Regions from separate parts of the Mus musculus genome. Here region 2 is linked to region 1. A link is a contact called in public HiChIP or PLAC-seq data. All regions are on one chromosome and are shown on one strand. Each heading gives the region's core, a stretch centred on a gene start, on an enhancer-like site or on the middle of the called end of the contact. The rest is flanking DNA. Distances are from core to core; before and after follow the strand shown. Region 1 holds the start of 2310043M15Rik (RIKEN cDNA 2310043M15 gene). Region 2 holds the start of Cryzl1 (crystallin, zeta (quinone reductase)-like 1).

The links. HiChIP or PLAC-seq counts read pairs in DNA pulled down with a chosen protein or histone mark.
Region 2: a contact with region 1 is called in an H3K27ac HiChIP or PLAC-seq map of embryonic stem cells, with 4 times the contacts expected there. The contact joins the promoter of Cryzl1 here to the promoter of 2310043M15Rik in region 1. A contact is called at or near these places in 1 of 39 promoter capture datasets (hippocampal neurons) and 1 of 115 datasets of contacts at active chromatin or transcription factors (embryonic stem cells).

What each region holds. Positions count from the first base shown.
Region 1 is chr16:93,792,272-93,798,776 of GRCm38.p6, forward strand. It overlaps 2310043M15Rik (RIKEN cDNA 2310043M15 gene), which reads right to left and starts at 2,630. Exons shown (of 2, transcript NR_151466.1): 1 at 2,298-2,630; 2 at 1-1,111. Dop1b (DOP1 leucine zipper like protein B) reads left to right here. Exons shown (of 37, transcript NM_027293.1): 27 at 816-960.
Region 2 is chr16:91,726,029-91,732,533 of GRCm38.p6, forward strand. Cryzl1 (crystallin, zeta (quinone reductase)-like 1) reads right to left here and starts at 2,774. Exons shown (of 13, transcript NM_133679.2): 1 at 2,530-2,774. Itsn1 (intersectin 1 (SH3 domain protein 1A)) reads left to right here and starts at 3,343. Exons shown (of 39, transcript NM_010587.2): 1 at 3,343-3,571. Gm46543 (a long non-coding RNA gene) reads left to right here. Exons shown (of 3, transcript XR_001781880.2): 3 at 2,491-2,553.

The DNA.
Region 1 (6,505 bases), core at 1,380-3,879:
ACGCAGCACTGTTTATAAAGATCTTGACTGGCTCTACTGTGAGTCTAGAATAAGGCCATGCTTCATCCCATAAAAGAGAGTAAGTAGTAAGTGTTCTGGTGAGCTCAGCAGAGGCCACCGGTTCTGCAGACAGAGACAGGCTGAGGGGAACAAGACTAAAGGATAAATCTGCCCCCCAGGCTCTGCTTCTCGGGAGCGGAGGGCAGGCAGGCAGGCAGCAGCAGGATAGTCCATGTTGTCTTGCTTCTATGTGAGGATCAAGGCAGAAGGAGCTTCGCCACCCTGCCAGTGTACACGGAGTCAGCACGAGTGACTCGGCCGACTGTTGGTGTGGCCTGGCAGTCCACGAAACTTTGTAAAGTCTCAAGTCCAGCAGCTTAGTAACAGTGGTGTCCTGTAGTGTTTAGTTCATACCAGCATGAACCACAATCCAGGAGAACCAGAAAGCCGGCCTTTCCCATCAGTCCTGCAGACTTTACCCGTCGGCTGGTAGAGAGCAGAGCCACAATACCACGTGCTGAGAGAAGATCCTGGTCGTTGTAAGCATGCAGTACCCACAGGAGTCCAAAGCCAGCCAGGGTAGGAGACAGCTGCAGAGTGTGATGCTGATGTTTATATTGGAATATTTGTAGGTAGAGAACCTGTTACTAAAATCTGTCACCCCAGCTGCTTTTCGCCTCTCAGCGTGGCTCATTGAAAGTCTACTGGTGCCACGGTGACTCACGCGGTGGCCCGTGCCCTGTACCTGTCAGACAGTGGTATGCACCGGCTCTTTTCTTCTCCTTAATTAAGTCTTGCTTCTGCTGGCTCTCCAGGAAATCACTCAGAGAATCCTGGAAGCTGTAGGTACCATCGCTGGCTCCTCCTTGGAACAAACAAGCTGGCTCAGCAGAAATCTGGAGGTGAAAGCCCAACCTCAGGTCTCTCTGGAAGAGTCAGATGCCGAGGACGACGTGCACAGTAAGTGGAGGAGGGGTGGGAAGAAACGCCTGCTTCAGCCAAGGCTCTGAGGACGCTGTGGACAACCGTGCTTCTATTCCAGTGTGCTCTAATACACAAGTGTAACAGAGAAAACAGTGACCCAAGGGAGGTTGTTGGAGTTCAGAAAATCCTGTTTAAAAAAAAAAAAACCACCAGTAAGCACATACTAAACATTAACAGAGCAGCCCTTTCCCAGAACTTTCTCAAAACATGCCAGTTGACACAGTTGCCTGGCACGTGCTATAGATAGATTATACCTGGGTAAGCAGGAGAGCAGAGCAGAAGGTGATAACCTGATTTAGGGCACACTGACCAGGCTGGGTTCCATAGCCACGATAGGATATCCAACATCAATAAACACGTCCTATAAATGGGATGTAAATGTTTGTCACGGGAGGCACAGAATCCCCTCCAAGAACAATCCAGGGAACAAAGTGCCCCTTGAGGGAAAGGGCCCTCTGCCTTTTCTCCTGGAGCCTCCCCATCCCCAAAGCTTTGTTCACGCCATTCTTTTGACCATGTTCAGTATTCATTCAGTTGTCCTAGCTCACACAAAGGGAAGAAGGCTGCTAGGCAGTGGTGGCGCACACCTTTAAGCCCAGCACTCGGGAGGTAGAGGCAGGCAGATTTCTGAGTTCGAGGCCAGCCTGGTCTACAGGGTGAGTTCCAGGACAGCCAGGGTTACACAGAGAAACCCTGCCTCGAAAAACCAAAAAGAAAAAAAAGGGAAGAAGGCTGAGTCCCTGTGGGGAAGGGAGTGGTGTTAGTGTGCGCCTGTCTGTGATTACCCATCAGCACATCGCCGTTTTTCAGTCTCAGTTATCCTCGGAAGAGCATCAGGAGGCACTGGAAAGTGGACACACACTTCTCAGCCCGTGGACAAGCACACTGCCTTTTAGCCTGTTCCTGGGCCCAGGCGACTGCCCACCCCACCTCCCATGCTTGTAACTGACTGACTGCACCTGTTCCTGAGGTTTATTCTTCATGGTCCCCCTCCCACCTTCCACCTCACCCAACTCCAAGATCTATTTCTTTTCCCCTTCCCCTTTTCTTTAAAACCATCAGGCAAGCAAACAAGAAAACAGAATGACAAAAAGAAAAAGCACAAGAAACACACAAGCACACACACATACACAAAGACCAGAAAACCACAAAATTGCCAGAAAACATAATATACAAGAAAAGGATAGTAAGACAAACAAAAATGCCCAAAGAAAGCCTCCACCAAGACAGAGACCTACAAAAATACTACCGAGTACATTTTGTATTGACCACATGCTGCGGGGCCTGGGGAGACTCCACTGGAGAAAACAAACCTTCACATGGGAGTGTGGATCAGCTGGAAAGCCTGTGTTTGGGTGGGCAGGGAGGCTGTGTTCAGTTCCTCCTCGGTGCTGAGACCCCATCTTGCTTGGGCCTGTGCTGCCCGTCTCTGATGTGCGTGGTTCCTGTTGTCTCTGAAGATGTCGATGAAGACGCCACCATTTAGGATGGAGTGTTCCAGAGTCACTGCTCAGCTGTGGGTCCCCTGAGTAGTTCCCTTCTACCGCAAGAAGCAGCTTCCCTGAGGATGGCTAAGCAAGACACTGATCTGAGTCCCAACCCGTGTGGTCCTAGGGACCCAGCTAGACAGACTGATTCATTCTGGCAATCTCCAGAATGAACCTAGATGGCAGGGCAGAGTGGTGTAGGGGTGTGTTGGGGTGTGGGAAGAATTCCCAGCAGTCAGCCAGGCATGCACACACTTTTGTTTCAAAGGAGTGGAGCCATATAGCATGCCCTGCCACCCAAACAGGAATTCTCTTCCCGGAATGAGGAGGGACAGGGAGCTGGGCGGTGCCCAGGGGCAGCCTCACGTGGTTCTTCAGAAGTCGATGCCTGCTTTGTTTTGGAGACTAGTATTCTCCCTGGGACCTGAGCTTGCTGATTGGCCTGGTTGGCTGGCCACTGAGCTTCTGAGATGCTCTATCTCTCTCCCCAGAACTGAGGGTCACATGACCCACACCTACTCCTCTCCCCCCCCAGCACTGAGAGTCACATGACCCACACCTACCTCTCCCCCCCCAGCACTGAGGGTCATGTGACCCACACTTACCTCTCCCCCCAGCACTGAGGGTCACATGACCCACACCTACCTCTCCCCCCCCCCAGCACTGAGGGTCACATGACCCACACCTACTCCTCTCTCCCCCCCCCAGCACTGAGGGTCACATGACCCACACCTACCTCTCCCCCCCCAGCACTGAGGGTCACATGACCCACACCTACCTCTCCCCCCCCAGCACTGAGGGTCACATGACCCACATCTACCTCTCTCTCCCCAGCCCTGAGGGTCACGTGACCCGGCCTCCCAGCCCATCTTTTTTTATGATGCTTGGGTCAAGCTTGGACCTCACAATTGCACAACAAGCACTTTCTCTCCCAGACCCTTCATTTGCTACTTTAAGCCAATAATTATGCTCTCCCTGATGGTGGTGGTGGTGGTGGGGAACACCCCGCCACCACGACACCCGTGCACTCCAGCTGCTTTGCTGTGGCTCGCTCTTTGGGTGCTGATTAAACTGGGTGCCCACTGCAGATGTGGCGACTGTTGCGCTAAGTGTTGTTGTCTGTCTGTTGCTCAGTAATTAAACCCAACCTGAGGACAGTCCTGTGGTAAGGCAGCACCTGGCTCCTTTCAGTTCCTGGCAGGCATAGACTCGGGAAGCTGGCCGTAGTTTTCGAGCTTCTCAGGAAGCCTGGGTTAGCAAACGTCATAGCAGCACTCAGCAGTAATAAATGGCCGTGATGGCTGGAGAAAGAGTGGGCATTTCCCTCCATTGATGTGCGTGTGTTGTGCATGTGCAGGTTCTTAAGGGCAACCTTGTGTTTGGACTCCGGTGCCATTCAGCCGAGGAGGCTTAGGCTGAGACGCCTGTATTAGAAATCCAGAGTCTTTTGTGGTTGGTTGGTTGGTTTGTTTTGTGTTGTGGGTGTTTTGTCTGTATGTGTCTATGTACCACGTGTATGTCAAGTGCCCATAGAAGCCAGAGGTGGTATTGGATCTCCTAGAACTGTAGTCACGGCTGGTTGTGAGCTGCCATGTGGGTACTAGGAATTGAACCTGGGTACTCTGGAGAGCCACCAGTGCTAACCACAGAGCCATCTCTTCAGCCCCAATTCATAGTCCAGGAGTACTGGTCGTGTTTTCTCTGCCAGTTCAAGAATTAGAAGGCGGGAAAATGTGAAGCGCAGCAGGTTACAGCAGACAGCTCTTAATAAGCACTGGAGCTAGGGCCAGCAGCCGCAAGACCAGCAGCCGCAGGAGCAGCAGTCGAAGGAAGGTGTTTGCTGGGGCTGAGTGGGGGTGGGGAGCCATGCCCGCAGCAGACACACAGGGAGAGGAGGGACTCAAAAGCCAGTCTCATCTCTGGGGCTGGGGCTTCTAAAGCTCTGAAGAGTTGCCCTCCCCTACTGAGGGTTGGTCAGTGTGAAGACAGACAGGGTGGCTGATTGGTCCACAACTGCTGACTGCTGTGTGATCTAGCCTTGATCCTGCTGGTGGGAAACAAACGCTACCAGACTTGTGTTTTAATCAGGGGGTTGAGGAAGAAGCTGGCCCTCTTGAGGGCCTCGTTATGACCTACCCATGGGCCCTCTGGCTAGCGCCTAGTCTCTCCTTGATGAAACTGCTCAGAAACAAGATGGAGGACAGAGACTGAAGATGAGCGGGCTGGGTATATAGCATGGCACGTAGGATCCCACGCTACCCCAGTAGTCAGGGCAGCCATGCAGTAAGGCTCCAACTTCAGAAAGCATCGCTCTAACTGTCATGAGTAAGGGCACTTTGCACAAGAGCAGAAGCCGGAAGTCCTGTCAAAGGATTGCAGAGTGGTTCACACAAGAAACAATACTCTTGGCTGTGGTCTGAAAATGCAGCCAAGGAAGGTTGGGATTTTTGGCTCAACAGTTTACTGACTTGGAGCAGAATGGAGGAGCAGAGCCAGCACGCACATGGTGAATCTGGGGTGTCAGGAAGAGAGGAATAGCCGTCAAGGACGGGAACCAAGTCACCAGCTGAGAGGACAACCAGCACAGCACAGGAGGAGTCTGGGGTGGAATTTCCAAAGGCTAGGTTGGTGAGAGTCTGGAAGCCCATCTGCCAGGCTCAGGATGAGAGGGAGCGTTAGATGGGTCGACAGTGGAGAGAGGTGAGGGCTGGTGCTCAGAACTCCTCAACGCTCTGGTCCCCTGATCTGGAGCAGTCAGCTGGAAGGCCACTGGGATGCTGCCAGCTCATCGCTGGCTTCTCTTTTGCTTCCAGCTTCTTTCCTGTTCTCTCATTTTGTGTTGGGCCTGGGGGAGGGTTGTTGCTTTTAAGCAGAGTCTCATGATCCAGCACTGATCATGATCCAGCACACTTCTCCTTGGAGTCATGTACACAGGCGCGAGTCCAGATGTGAACTCTCTGCTTCACACTCCTGTGTTTTCTGTCTTGTGTGAGTCTAAACATGTGTCTGCCAGAAGCCTGACTTGTGACTCCGTCCCTGTGTCTGTCTGACTGCTGTGTGTCTGTTTAGCAAAGGACTTTGATCTATATTTATTGAACAGCACATAAAGAATCACATGGGAAAGGAATGGGAGAAATCTTTAACCAGTTTTACAGGGATTAAGTCACCAGCCGCAACCAACCCTAAGTGACCCAGATAACCAGCACTGTTGCTCGTCAGCTGATACCCACAAGTGGGTATGCATTCTAAAAGATTGCTTTCAACTTCTGCATCTGCTGCTTTCAGTAAATTGGTGTTGGAATTTCACTGGCCACGTACGTGCGTGGTCATTGCAGAGAGGACAAACCATAAACAGACCTAAGCTTGCTGGACTTAGCCAGATTTCCCCTTCCTGGGTGGGGTCTTCTGAGGGAGAGAGGAGCAGGCAAGAGGACATTTGCCAGATGGATGAGAGGCAGGATGCTGTGTGGAGATGGAGAAGGGTGTCCTGCAGGAGCTCAGCATGAAGGCTTGTCAGTGCTGCAGCAAGGATGTAGACCGGGAGCAGAGCAGAAGAGTGTGGGAAGACGGACTCTGAGCTCAGACCAAAATGCCAGCTGCTCACCCGAAAGGACCTGGAGGCAGTGAGCTGGCGCTGGTGTGTTTGATCCAAATACCCACATTCTTTGTCCTAGTTAGGTTTCATGACTTAGCAAAGCGAGAGTCATCTGGGAAATGTCTCCGTCAGATAGACTGTAGGTAGGCAAGATTACAGGCCATTTTCTTGATAAGTGATTTATACAGGAGGGCCCTGACCAATGGGGGAGAGTGGTCTTCCATTCTATAGGAAAGCAGACTGAGCAAGCCATGAGGAGCAAGCCAGTCAGCAGGAGCACTCCTCCACGGCCTCTGCATTGGCTCCTGCCCCGACTTCCCCAGGAGGTTGGTGTTCTAGACAGTGTTTCTCTGTGCAGCCCTGGATGATGTAAGAGTGTTTCCCTCCCCAGGTTGTGTGTGATCATGTTCTTTATCACAGCAGTAAATAGAAACCTAAC
Region 2 (6,505 bases), core at 1,524-4,023, 2.1 Mb before region 1:
AAAATCTCTACCTGTTAACATTACAGCATCCTCACGTAAATGGCGACCTTATCTGCCAGTTCATGATAGGATCCTGAGGAATCATTTAGATGTGGAATACAGATGATAATTTTGATTTTAGTATGAAGGTTTCTGGTGCTCCTCACTCAGCTCAGTAGGCCACGTCCTCTGCTGGGACTGCCATCTCTGTTTGTATTCCATGCCTAACTCAGAAGGCGTGAATTATCCTGCGGCTCTCCTCCTAGTGGCTGCCAGAATTCTCACCTAAACTATACTGCCTTCTTTCAAAACTCTAATAAAAATGTCCTTGAGCTTCCTTACCAGAAGACAAAGAGTTGAAAGAGGAAACAACCTCGTAAAGTATATTATATAAAAACTGGAAGGAAGTCACTTTGTGAAGCATTATACTCTGCCATTGTCTATTTACAGTTCTCAGCACAGTGTTGTCATAGGTCTGCAAAGGCTACAGTAAGCCAACAGTGCAGGGGAGGCTGAGGCCAGCCAGCCTGGACCAGCTACTGAGACAAGAAGAGTCTGCCACAAACACAACCAGGAGACACTGTGTCTGTGGGCTTTCATTCTTTTTTTTTTTTTACTACTTTGAGGCAGTCTCACTAAGTTGTCTAGGCTGGCCCTGAACTGCCCATCCACTGGATGGGAGTCCAGGCCTGCACCACTAGGGGGAATGCCCATGTGTTCTTGGAATGAACCATGTCATTTTCCGAGTTCTCAAGCTTTTCCCAGCCTCCTCCTTGAGGGAGGCACACAAGTGAATCAGGACTCTTTCTGGTCCAGAGGCTCAGGAATCTCCATCAGGTTTGCACCTTTCTTCTTAACATGGAGCAGCATGGAGAACTATAAAATTACCACAATTATTTTACCACAGATGCCAGGCAGCTTTATCTTGGTTTCTTTGAGGTGGGGTCTCTCTATGAAGCCGTGGAACTTGCTCTGTAAACCATGGTGGCCTTGAACTCACAGAGATCTGCCTGCCCCTGCATCTCAAGCACTAGTCAAAGGCATGGGCCACCACCACGCCAGGCCAGGCAGCTGGATCTGTGTCTGCACCCTGCCTGTGTGCCCTGTGCCGTTGGATCACGAGAGGGCTTCAGATCCGCTGGAACTAGTGTAACAGAGGTGGTTACAGTGGCGAGCCCTGGTCCTCTGGGAGAGTACCAAGTGTCCCTACCCTGAGCCAGCTCTCCAGCCTTGGGCGGCTTGATTTTACACGGGGAGCACTGTTTCAAATATGAACACCTCATCTCCTTCTACATGTGGAGACAGAAGCGTGGGTGACATTAATTAGAAAAGCCAGTAATAATTGTACATTGCAGTGGCTGATGCCTAAGATTTACAACTCCCAAGAGACAGGACCCCGCAATAGGACGCAGGCTGCTGCAAGGACTGAGTGAGTATAGTACACAGCGCACACATTACGGAAGTTGGCTTTTTAATAAATATTACTTTCCCTGGTATTCTTGTAAGCTCAGTATCGTATTGTGAAAGTAGTTCTGAACCCATGTACTGAAGCAGCAAAGGGATGTCGCTGGCAATCACATGACTAACACTGCTGAGTTTGTGCAATGGTCTCTTGCATCATCTGGATTCGGAGAGCGGCGAATAGCCACAGGTGGCTACTCCGCACGTGAGTGGCGTGCCCTTAGGATGAGGGTACGAGGGTATGCTGCGAGGGTAAAACGCACAACAGATACACTGTCTCATTTAAATATCTGATTTCTTTAAAGGTTGAAATAATATTTGGATAAGCTGGTTTAAGAGAAACGTAAAATTAATTTCACGTGGTCTCTTCACTGTCCAAATGTGGCTCCCAGGAAATCTAAAAGCGTCTGGGTGCCTAGAACATCTGTCCTGGACAGGCAATGCAAAACTCAGCTACTGTGGACTGGCTATACTTGGCAGTTTGTTTAAAATGCCATATATAGATATATATATATAATTTTTAAAAAGCAAATGCAGACCACCAGGCCCAAATCCAGAATCAGTATCTGCACCTCCTCACGACCCTGGGATAATTCTTTAGTATGGCTCAAGTATGGCCGGCTCAATGAAGCAGGCAATTCCTGACCCAAGGCCCCATTACTGCGAACACCCACCCTTGTTTGCTTTAGGAAACCGCTTACTGGAAATGCAAAGAGAAGGATAAGAAGGGTGACAAGGGAAGTAGTAATAGAGACAGCATCAGAAACAGTGATAGGGAGAAGCTGGGGGCGGGGAGGACTCAACCCAGGAGAAAGGCAGTTCTAGACCTTTGCCTCCATAAACGCGGAGGAAGAAGCAAAGATCAGTCTACAATCAAAACCTAGCCAGGGTCAGGAACTGTCCGTCAAATCTAGTATTACCCGCCCCTCGGCGGCCTCGGCCAAGCTAGGCCTGAGCCAGGGCATCTCTGAGGTCGGCGTGTGATGCGAAGTACCAGTCTCCCCAGGGTTAGACAGCTCCTTCAGGCGTTTCTCCATTTTTCGCCCAAAGTCCCATTTCAGAGACACACATCGTTCTTCCCTGGCTCACCTGGCTCGGAGCAACCTCAACCGCCAGCGCCTTCGCCGCCGCCACCTTCCCAGTCCTTCTGCAGAGAGCCCGCCTTCTTGGGTCCAAACAGTACTGCCATTGGTCAGACTGCCCGTCACTACCGCAGGATGACCGATCTGGGGGAGGCTGTGACGAACGCCATGGCAACTGAACCCGGAACTACATCTCCCAGCATGCTGCTTCCCGTAGAGAGACGAGTCGCCGCCCCAGGGACCACCAATAAATGGGAGAAGTTGGGCGTTGCCAAGATGGGTTCCGTTTTATGCAAATTAGAGTAAAAGGCCACACCCTTCCTCATTCCAACCGTAACCCCTACCATCTTTCTTCAGTCTTTGTGTCTTTCGCCTTTCGTGCCCACGCTCTTTCTGCAAAACCTTCAATTTAGTTGAATGTATCCTAGCTACTGTCGCGCATAGAAAAGAGCAAAGCGCCAAATCGTGAAACAAAATCTCCGCACGCATAGAGCAGAAACCTCTAGTTACGCCTTCAAGGGACGAGACAAGGATGGGAGGGGAAAAAAGTGTGTGTGTGTGGGGGGGTGCTATCCAAACTACTTCATTGGTGTATCTCGTTGTCACTCTGTACACCTCTATTTCCTTTGGCTCCTTTCTTCTTTTTTGCCCACCTAGTGGGCGGAGTCATAGGAGAGAGCGAAGGCGTGGTCTCCGCCGTCCGATTGGCAGGCGGTTATCCCCGCCCATCTATGGGTGGGGCGGAGGGCAGGCTGTGGGCGGAGGGGCGGCGGCGGAGGGAGATGAGGAGTTAGGCGGGAGTGAGGGAGCGAAGGAGCGAAGGAGGGCGAGAGGAGTGGAGCGGCGCGGGGAGGGCGCGCAGCTTGGTTGCTCCGTAGTACGGCGGCTCGCAAGGGAGCATCCCGAGCGGGCTCCGGGACGGCCGGGAGGCAGGCAGGCGGGCGGGCGGGGATGGTGTGCGCGGCTGCGGACTCGGCGTTCCTCCGCGCGGCGTGCGGGCTGCACTGATTTGTGTGAGGGGCGGCCGCGCGCACCCGCCCGGAGATGAGGTGAGGAGCTGACGCGGGCGGCCTGGCGCGCGGGCGGGGGTCGGCGATGGCCGCCCCGGGGTCGGGTCCAGCGGCCGGGCGCGCGTCCCTGCGGCCGCCGTCGCCGCTCCGCCCGGTCTTTCTCATCCTCCCCGGGGGCAGCGGGGCGGGCGGGCCGCGGCGGTGGCGGCCGCGGGACGGGTTCGGGCTGAATGGGCGTCCGCAGCCACGGCCGGCGCTCCCGTGGGGGGCATCGCGGCGGGCGGTCCTTCCACCGCTGACCCCTCTGCCCTCGGCCGCCGGAGGGTGGCGGGCCGACCCGGCCTCCCGGGGATCCCGAGCTCGCGGGAGCCGCATCGCGCCGCCCGCGGGTGCCCCCGGCCTCGAGTCCCCGGCTCATCCTTTTTCTCTAGCGCCTGCTTGGAATACCCTGTCAAGTGAAGGGCGGTCAATGCCGTTTGGGCCGAAGTGGTGCGGCCGGGGCTGGCTCTGATGGCATTTAACAGAAAGCGGCTACCCTTGCAGCGGGCGTGCGTCCCCTTCTCGGCCGCTTCGCCCTCCTTGCGCACGCACTGACTCGGGTGTCTGCTGTGGACCCAGTGCATAATTGCGGTCCCTTCTTGGGGGTGGGGGGGGGCACCAGAAAATGCAATCCGGATTCCCAGAAAGAAAAAAAAGAAAAGAAAGAAAGAAAAGCAAGGAGGAGCTGGCTGGATCTCCCTTCACTTCTGTTTGCCTTTGCTTTGGAAGACAACTTCGCTGATCCTCTTGCCTATGAGCAGTCTTCTATTGTTGTGATTCAGACTACAGGCTTTGCTTTTGAAGGAATAGATTAGTGGCTTCTTGCTGCAGCTTGAGGGTGTAGAGGTATTTGGTAGCATCTTGAATGTGAAAGTTTGCGACTTTGCCCTCATCACTGCTTTTCGGAAAACAGAAGCAACCTGGAAATGTAAATGCATGCAGACTCTGGCCAGATGCGGTTCTTTTGTGTTTATCGGTTGGTATCTTTCTCTTGGTACTTCGTGGTCGGAAACACGGAGGATAAAAAAGAAAAAAAGAGTCTGATAAATAGCATAGATAGTGAAAGCATGGGAACAAATGCCCGTGGAAAATATCAGTTCTATTTTCAGGGAGGCCGGTTTACTAATCCCGCTGAATTGATGAAGAGAAAGGCTTGCTCATGGATTATGTAGTGGACAGGATGTGAGGGCAGGAGCTGGGGCCAGGAGCCCGCAGGCCAGCTGCTTGGCAGGGTGTTTCTCTAAATGCTCCAAACTAGAGGAATGTATTTATTTGTTGGGATACTTTTATTTTTAGAAGATGTTAACGGTGAAGAGTGCAGACGTTTCAGCAACCATTATGGTTACCATTTTTGTTACTTTTTTTTTTTTACACTAGTTTGCTTGAAATATTTTGTATGTGTGTGTGAGTTCCCTTATAACTTAAGAAGTTTTTAAAAAGCAACGTCTTTCTGTAGGAGATATGTAAAGAACTCAGGAAATTATAAAGGATTTAAATTAAGAAGTGAAGGCCACTGATTTGGTGACAGGGCATAGATATTTCTATACACTTTTAAGTGGCTGCAGTAAGGCACCTCTCAGAGAGTATGTGTTTAAAAAAAAAGTGTCTGTCATTGAAATTGCTGAGGATTGTGGTACCGCCACAAAACTATTATTATTCTGCCTGAGTAAGAGAGGAAATGAACACATTTTAATGTACTTTGGAACCCTGTGGATTGTTCAGATGCTGAGCATTGTGAAATAGGGCATAAAATGAGTAGCGGCAAGTTAGTTCCCTGAAATGTTTGTTCCTCAGCATTTTCTTTCTTTGAATCTCTCTCTTTCTCTCTCTCTCTTTCTTTCTTTCTTTTTAATTTTTAAAAAAAGATTTATTTATTTATATGAGTACACTGTAGCTGTTCTGATGGCTGTGAGCCACCGTGTGGTTGCTGGGATTTGAACTCAGGACCTTTGGAAGAGCAGTCAGTGCTCTAACTGCTAAGCCATCTCTCCAGCCCACATCCATCCTTCCTTCCTTCCTTTTTTCCTTTCTTTCTTTCTTTCTTTTGCTGTTGACTAGCAGTTTCTTTTTCCTCTGGGCATTCTTTATCTTTTCCCCAAATAACCTAGATTGAGATACACCCTTAAAACACTTGCAAGAGCTTAAAAGGGAGGCCCTGGTAAATTCCTCTGCCTGTGCTTTTTCTCTTTTGGTGATTGAGCCAAGCCTTGGAGCATGCTAGAGTGTAGCCTAGCACCTAGCTACATCTGCAGCCTCACGTTGTCTTTGTGTGTGGTACTGCTGGCATTAGATCCTGGGGCCTTGTGCTACAGTCTCTAGACTCTCATCCTTTTAATTTGCTCAACCTGTGACTTAAAGAAAATTAATTAATGGAGGTTGGGTTTATGTCAGACTTCTCTTTTTAGTGACTCCCTCCTGAATGGCTCCACTTACTGGCTCCATCTAAGTCTGGCATTCAGATATCTTTACATCAGCTTACCAGGTTTCTGTCTCTCCAGCTCAGTCAGACAATGGGAAGTAGTCAGTATTGTCAATACAGTTTCCAGGAATTTCTCCAAGCCAGAGAGAGAACTTGGAGAACCTTGGCATTGTGCTTTTCTCTCTTACCGAGTGTCTCCTAAGACCGTCTCTGAAGTGGATAGCAAGCTTTTCAAGTAGCAGAGGTTTTACATACTGTGATGAGGGTTTCAGAAGAGCAGAATTGGTGTGGCCTGCCTAGAAACTAAGCCAGTGCCTTTCAGACCGTTGCAGGGTGGATGGGTGAGCCACACTGCCTCCATCCCACTGTTTTGAGTCTTTACCTGCCAAGTTGGTCACATCACAGAGTAGTCACAGCGCTGTGTCCTAGCCAGTTCCCCTAAGCTTGACCAGTGTTGAATGTACAGCCCTTCTGGGTGATGTGCTAGAAAGATGTCTAGTAGATGTTGCCCCTGA